Linked DNA regions of Sus scrofa: region 2 is linked to region 1. Evidence: chromatin contacts called from public Hi-C data. All regions are on one chromosome and are shown on one strand. The core of a region is the stretch at or near the end of the contact, and the rest is flanking DNA. Distances in the headings are between cores, read along the strand shown.

What was found. A called contact is a pair of places that touch in the nucleus more often than the background predicts.
Region 2: a contact with region 1 is called in a Hi-C map of alveolar macrophages, with 2.7 times the contacts expected there. The contact joins the enhancer-like site here to the promoter of LRCOL1 in region 1. A contact is called at or near these places in 22 of 47 Hi-C or Micro-C datasets (alveolar macrophages, blood, brain and 12 more).

The regions. Positions count from the first base shown.
Region 1 is chr14:22,869,208-22,872,875 of Sscrofa11.1, forward strand. LRCOL1 (leucine-rich colipase-like protein 1) reads left to right here and starts at 1,707. Exons shown (of 5, transcript XM_021073241.1): 1 at 1,707-2,057; 2 at 3,323-3,438. The coding sequence starts at 3,331.
Region 2 is chr14:23,040,899-23,044,566 of Sscrofa11.1, forward strand. No RefSeq gene overlaps it. Among named protein-coding and RNA genes, the nearest start is that of FBRSL1, 65 kb to the left of the region's middle. Within about 2 kb of position 1,708, at least 35 of the 83 cell types and tissues checked have an H3K27ac peak or open chromatin away from gene starts, as enhancers often do. A contact at or near this core is called in alveolar macrophages, embryonic fibroblasts, fetal liver and 3 more, where this site is marked.

The sequences.
Region 1 (3,668 bases), core at 457-2,956:
TGAGCTGTGGTGTAGGTTGCAGACGCGGCTCGGATCCCGCGTTGCTGCGGCTGTGGCGTAGGCCGGTGGCTACAGCTCCAATTCAACCCCTAGCCTGGGAACTTCCATATGCCGCGGGTGCGGCCCAAAGAAATAGCAAAAAGACAAAACAAAACAAAACAAAACAACCAAGTTATAAGCAAAAGTTCAAATAGATTTCCTTTTCTAGGAGTTTCTGTCGTGGCGCAGTGGAAGTGAATCTGACTAGGAACCATGAGGTTGCAGATTTGATCCGGCGTTGCTGTGGGCTGTGGTGTAGGTCGCAGATGCGGCTCGGATCTGGCATTGCTGTGGCTGTGGTGTAGGCCGGCAGCAACAGCTCCGATTAGACCCCTAGCCTGGGGACCTCCATATGCCGTGCGTGAGGCCCTAATAAGACAAAAGACAAAAATATATATATATATATATATTTCCTTTTCTAAATAGCTTGAGATAAAATTCACATACTATATACTTCACCCATTTAGAGTGTATAATTTGTTGTTTTTAGTGTATTTACAGAGTTGTGCAAATATCCTCATGATTGGTTCATCTCCCCATAAGAACCCGCACCCCCATCTCCAGCGCCGCCAGCCTCCCCCCGCCCCCCCACCCCCGGCGACCTACCTGGGGGTCGTGTCTGCTCCGTAGTCTCACTCTCAGCTCAGTCAGCCTGTCTGGGATCATGCCTCCTCCTGATCTGACCTGGGTAGGGTCTGGGACAAGGTGCTGACCCCTGGCCTAGACCCTCCAGGGACTCCGGAGCAGCCTGCTTGAGGCTCCAGCCAGCCCAGCCACCATGTATGTGTGGGTGGAGAAGCCGAGTCTGCAGGTCGCTCCACCAGCCCAGCCGCCATCCGACTCCAAGTGAGACCCGGCAGCTGAGCCCAGTCAACCCTCAGAAGAAAATCACATCTTGCCCTTTGGGCCACTGTGTTTGGGGGCCTGTCAGGCAGTGGTCAGCCACTAGACTCTGTGCTGAACAAGCCCATCACCCCCTGATAGCAGAACCCAGGGTGGCCCTGGACTCCCCATGCCTTCACCTCCCTCACCTTGGTCAGTGCCCAGACCTGGCTCCTAATTCCCACCCCCACCCCCGCGGGCCTTGGTTCAGCAGCGCCAGCCTCTCGCCTGCCCCACGTGGCCCCAGAGCTTTCTGAGATGCTCCCTGGTGCTGTGTCCTTGAGCCAGAGTCTGCTCAAGGGGCTCGCCGGCACTCCAGGCCTGACCCTCCCACCCGCCCCAACACCCAGGCCCATCCTCCTCTTCTGCCTGGACCCCCACCCTGCCTCCGCCCACCTGGGGAACCCCCCTCTGAAACCATCGCTCCCCTAAAGGCAACCTCCACTCTCCATCACCTGTTGACAGGCCGTTTGACAGACAGGCTGACAGACCATCCTCGACCATTTCTAGACCAAGACCTCCTTCCTAGGGAGTTCCCGTTGTGGCTCAGCAGGTTAAGAACCTGACTAGTATCCATGAGGATGCAGTTTTGCTAAAAAGGAAAAGTGAAGGAAAAAAAAAAAAACCTTCCTAGGTGATAGGGTGCGACGAGAACACAAGGTCTTTTCCTCCGCAGACCCCGGCAAGCTGTCAGTAATAAGTCAGTGAATATTAACTGAATGAACAGTGTGTGCAAACCCCCCATCTGAGAACAAACTGAGCTGGGAACCCATAGACCCCCAGGCAGGTGGGAGGCGGCGGGAACTGAGAGTGAAAGGCTCTAGGGGCCCTTGACCAGAAGTGGGGTGTCCCTCATGATTCTCATGTGGGCCAGAGGCCCACCGTCAGGTTTGGCCTGGCCACTGGCCCCTGGCCACAGTACATTCTGTCTCTTATTTGGAAGGATGACTTGCCAGTGAGGGTGAAGGTGGAGGGCAGGCACGGGCGGAGGAGGGGCTGGGAGCTGCGCCAGCGATTCTGGGCAGCTCTGCCCTGGGCTCCTGGGGACTGACGCCTAGGTGGGCACCTTTCCGGAAGCCACAGCCTGACCAGTCTCACTTCCACACAGAGGAGTAGGTGGGACCCAAGAACAAAAGGTAGGGCCACCGTGTACCGAAGCCATTGTCAGCTTGGAGAGGGTTTTCCTGCGGAGGATGGCAGTTTCTGGGTGAGGGCCCAGTGCCTGCTTGGGCCCACGGCAGGGTGCCCCTTTGTCACCTCTCTTCCTTAGCACCAGAGGTGAAGCCGGCCTCCCCACTTAGGAAGCGAGAGAGGTAGGGTAGGTGGGGCCCCCAAACATGAGGGGTTTATACTGTGGTTTTATAATATCATTTATTGGGATAAGTAAAGTTTTGGGCATAATTTGGCATCAGGCTTTTAAAATTTTTTTTATTTTTTTATTTTTAGGGCCGCATCTGTGGCATATGGAGGTTCCCAGGCGAGGGGTCTAATCAGAGATATAGCTGCTGGCCTACACCACAGCCACAGCAAGGCCGGATCCTTAACCAACTGAGTGAGGCCAGGGATCAAACCTGCAACCTCATGGTTCCTAGTCAGATTCATTTCCGCTGTGCCACGATGGGAACTCCCTGGCATCAGGCTTTTATTTGACAGATTGAGATACTAAGGAATCCTCCCTGGCATTGATGTTTGGAAGACAAAACTGTGGGAAGACACCTGACCTGAGAGATTTATAAATTGATATCCAAAAAGAGAGACTCTACACATAGAAGAATACTTAGAAATAAGTGGGGGCTGTGAAGTCCAGAGAAAACTGCTCTGGGACCCTGAGAGTAGGCCTGTGATCTTTTTTTAAAAAATTGTGGTAGGAGTTCCCGTTGTGGCTCAGTGGTAATGAACCTGACTAGTACACATGAGAATGCAGGTTCAGTCCCTGGCCTGGATCACTGGGTTAAAGGATCCTGTGTTGCTGTGAGCTGTGGTGTAGGTCACAGACGAGGCTTGGATCCCATGTTGCTCTTGCTGTGGCTGTGGTATAGGCCGGCAGCTGCATCTCTGATTGGACCCCTAGCCTGGCAACTTCCATATGCCGTGGGTATGGCCCTAAAAAGAAAAAAAAGAAGAAGAAAAAAAAGAAAATAATGTTTATTTATTTATTTTTTTAAATCCATGTTGGGAATTCTCCTCTGGCACAACAGGTTAGGGATCCAGCATTGTCACTGCTGTGGCTCTGGTCACCATTGCTGTAGTGCAGGTTTGATCCCTGCCCCCAGAACTTCTGCATGCCATATGTGCAGCCAAAAAAGAAGGAAAAAATAATCCCTTTTGATGGAGAAAGATTGGGAAGTGGGGGTGCCATGAGCCTGGGGCAGGGACTCCAGAGCCCTCTGGGTACCCTCAGGCCGAGTGATGGTGAGCCCTGGGCTCCTGCTGCTGCTGCTGCTGCTGCTGCTGCCCTGCATGCTGCCCTTGGCCTCGTTGCACACCTGGAAGACTGGGTGGCATCAGTTCCACAAGGTACCATGCCCGCATCACCCAGGCCCACTCAGGGCACCCCTTCCCTGCCCCTGGGCTCTGTGCTCCTTCTCCTGCCTCGCTTCTGAGTACCTCCACCCCCAGGGCCCTCAGGTCCCCAGGATGGCTGACTGCTGACTTATGGCCAGAGCCGGGAGGCCAGGTCCCAGGTCCAGTGGGTCCCTGCTGCCAAGGACAGAAGCTGCTCCAGGGGCCCAGCAAGGGGTAGAGTG
Region 2 (3,668 bases), core at 458-2,957, 170 kb after region 1:
GGGGTGTTCCAGCTGCATTATATCACCCTTAGATTGTGGCACTGGTTTGATGCCCTTTTATTTATTTTTTTAAATTAAAAAAATTGTTTTTTCTTTTTAGATCTGTACCTGCAGCACATGGAAGTTCCCAGGCTAGGGGTCGAGGCAGCTGCAGGCCTATACCACAGCCACCACAACATGGGATCCTTAAGCCACTGAGCAAGGCCAGGGATAGATCCTGCAACCTCATGGATATTTGTCAGGTTCTTAACCCACTGAGCCACAATGGGAACTCCCGCTTCTTACATTTTTTAATCCAAATCTATGTATTACTTTTTCAAATTAATGATGAAGGTGGCATCATTCCCTAAGGTTTGTGAGGGATAAAATGACACAGGCCTATGCCTGCTCTGTGGCCATGCCCTCCACAGCTTGGGGTCCGCTAACAGCTTGGCATGTTCAGCAGAGCTGACTTCTAAAAGGGCATCAAGGGAATTCCTGCTGTGGCTCAGCAGGTTAAGAACCGGACTAGTATCCATGAGGATGTGGAGTAGATCCCTGGCCTCTCTCAGTGGGTTAAGGATCCGGCGTTGCCGCTGAGCCGCTGAGCTGTGTAGGTCACAGACATAAAAAGACAAAAAAAAAAAAAAAAAAAAAAAGTAAGAGGTACAAAGAGAAAACGAAAGTAGCATGTTTTCTGCTGCCGGCACCCCTGACCGCTGCCTGGAGATGACCACTGTTTCCAGGCTTTTCGGGTAATGAGGGCAGGGCACAGTCAACCCTACACTGGTTCACAGGAATGTCTGTCCCCCAGCCTTGTCTGGGCTGGTGCTTCCAGAAGCTTCTTTTCCTCCTCTCACTCCTTTCCAGTGGACACTTAGGTAGCCCTTCTGCCAGCCAGGCAAGCCCCTGGGTGCTGAGAGTTCAGCTCATCTGCCATTCCAGGGACCCTGAGGAGTAGGAATGGCTGCTCTCCCATCTGCAGATGAGGACGGGGCCCAGAGAGGTTGAGTCAGCCACTGAGGTTGCCCAGCACTCAGGAGGCAGAGTTGGGATTTTGACCTGGTATCCACACTGGGGCCCTGGAAACACAGCGCAATTGCCCTGGAGACTTTCTCTGGATGGAGATGGGAGAGGGTGATAAGGGGTCCTTGACTCAAGGTCTCCTTGCAGGTGGGAGCTGAAGGCATCCACATGGCAGCTTTGTGAGCCTTGTGGGGTCCCAACCCCTACTCTCTGTTGTGGGGATCAGGGCATCCTGCCTGCTGCCCCCTACAACATCCCCCTCCAGTCGGATCCCTCCTCGCTCCTCTTAGGGAGAATGAATTTAGGCAAGTTGGTGAACTGACCGGGTGGTGGGGGCGTGGGGGGGGTTTTCAGGACATCAGGGCTCCTCAAAGGGGAGTAGGGATGAAAGGGTCTTCATGAAAGGGTCGGTGGGCCGGCGGTCCTCTTTGCTGCAGAAGTTGGGTTTTCACGCCTGGTCCGGGATGGTTAAGGGAGGCTGGGGGGTTCCAGTTTCCAATTCCTACCTGGACCAGAAATGGGGGTCTCTCACGTCATCGCACTCATTTGGCAACTCAGATACGGGTCTGGGGGAGGCACCGGGGTGGGGACACCGGATGGGACTCTGTATGGTGGTCACTGCCAGACCAGACCCGGGCAGCAGCAGCATCAGTGGGAGCCTGTTAGGACTGCAGCGCAGCCCCGCCCCTGGCCTGAGTAGGCGTGGTCTGAAGTGGGCGAGGAGACCCTCGTCCCCGTGTGAGTAGGGGAGGGGGCAATGGGATTCAGTCTGAACCGCTCTATTCACCAGGGGCTGGGAGGGCAGCTCACAGGGAGGCAGCTTTGATCAGCAAACAGCACCTCCGCCGCGGTAAGACCTTGCTGACTGTGTGGGGCTCCCACTGCCGGGTTCCTGCTCCGGGTGGTTCGGCACAGGGCACGGCCAAGCGCGACACCTAGTGGACAGAGGGGACATCGCTCACAGGGCTCCATCACCCTAGATGTCCCCGCAGCCCGGATGGACCCTTCACCCCGGGTGCGCCCGTCAGCCCTACCAGCCCTACCAGCCCTACCAGCCCTACCAGCCCTACCAGCCCAGTGGCCAGTGCCTTTCCCAGAGCCTTTTCTGTGTGGGGGTAGAGCGAGGAAAGGGTGGGTGCCGCACTGGAAAGCATCACCGCGGCTCGAGATTCTCATTCCTCAGGCAGAAAGCGCAGAAGCCAGGCCACCTGGAGACCCAGGTCTGGCCTCAGACCCCCGGGCTTGCTGTGCTTTCGTCCAAGGTTGTGCACGCCCAGCCTGGAGCCGGGGTTCTGGACCCTGGCCCATGCTGGGCATGGGGATGCTCCGCCTTCTCGTCTTCTCTGCTGGGTGTGGGCGGGGCCCGTAGGGGTGGAGTTCCCAGGCCGGGATGCTTGACCTCCTCCCTGGCTTTTGGCAGCTGTCCTAGGACCTCGCCCAGGCGGGTTCTGCCCTGCTCCGGCCCAGACCCTCCCCAGACACAGCCACCTGCTCTTCCTCTGGTCTGTTCCTATTCCCACCAGGGTCTTCAAGGCCAGTGGATGTGCAGAGCCACATTCAGCCCCGCCTGTGCCTTCCCCAGTGATGGACGTGGTGGTGAGATGGCTCTGTGACCTAGCGAGGAGCCCAGCCCTTCTGGAGGTCCAACAGGAGTAATGAGACAGGCCTGTGAAGGCCCTGGGGGCCACAACCCACAGTCCCCTCCCCCTCTCCCGAGGTGGGCTGAGTGACTCCCTTCTGGACAGAGGAGAAGCCCCAGGGCAAAGGTCAGCAGCAGCAAGTCACCTTGACAGCAAGCACCCCAGTGCTTCACCTCTGGGCAATTATCGCCAACCCACAGCCCCATTCGTGGGGAAACACCAGAGCACTCCGACATTCAGGAACTGCCTAACCAGCGCTCTTCAAGAGCTGTCAAGGTCAGGTAAGGTCAGGACAAACCACAGAAGGGACAGCCTAGACTGATGAGGATGCTGCTGGTTCCCAGCCATCAAACAGGAGCGGAAACCAGCCTGTAGTCTAGGTAAGGGCAGTGTGTCACTGTCACTCTTCATCTTGACAGTGAACCGTGGGAGGCGAGGTATGAACCTACCCACAGGCTCAGGCCACCTGCTGACAGGTAGGGCAGCCAGACAAGTGGGCTTAGACTCTTCCTGAGGGCCAGGAGGCGGGGAGGGGTCCCCAAGGGGCATGCAGGACCCCACATGTCCGCTAGGTGGCGGTGGCGCCCTACAGCCTGGACAACCTCCCCAGACCTTGGGTAAGGGCGGAGTGGCTGGTGGGTGGCCTTCCTTCCCATCCAGCGGGGATACAGCTGGTGGGCAGCTAAGAAGGGCAGAGTCCTGACTTGTAGAGAGGGGGGCTTCCTCCCTGAGAAACCTGTGTTCTCCAACTTTGCACCGTGTGGCAGTTCTCTCGGTCTCTCTGTCTCTCTCTCATTCTCTGTCCCTTCACCAGACCTTGGGTCAGACCCAGGGCCCCACTTTCCAGGCCTCCACAGTGGGGCGGGAGCAGCCCCTCCAGGGTGGGGCTGTTGTAAGGGTTGAATGAGCCACTGGGTGAAAAGTGTTTGTTTAGAACCTGGTCTGGAGGACAGGGCTGAGCACGTGGGTGGTTAAATGCAAGCCCTCCCCACCTCCCCTGCCCAAGTTTAGCTGCACAGGATG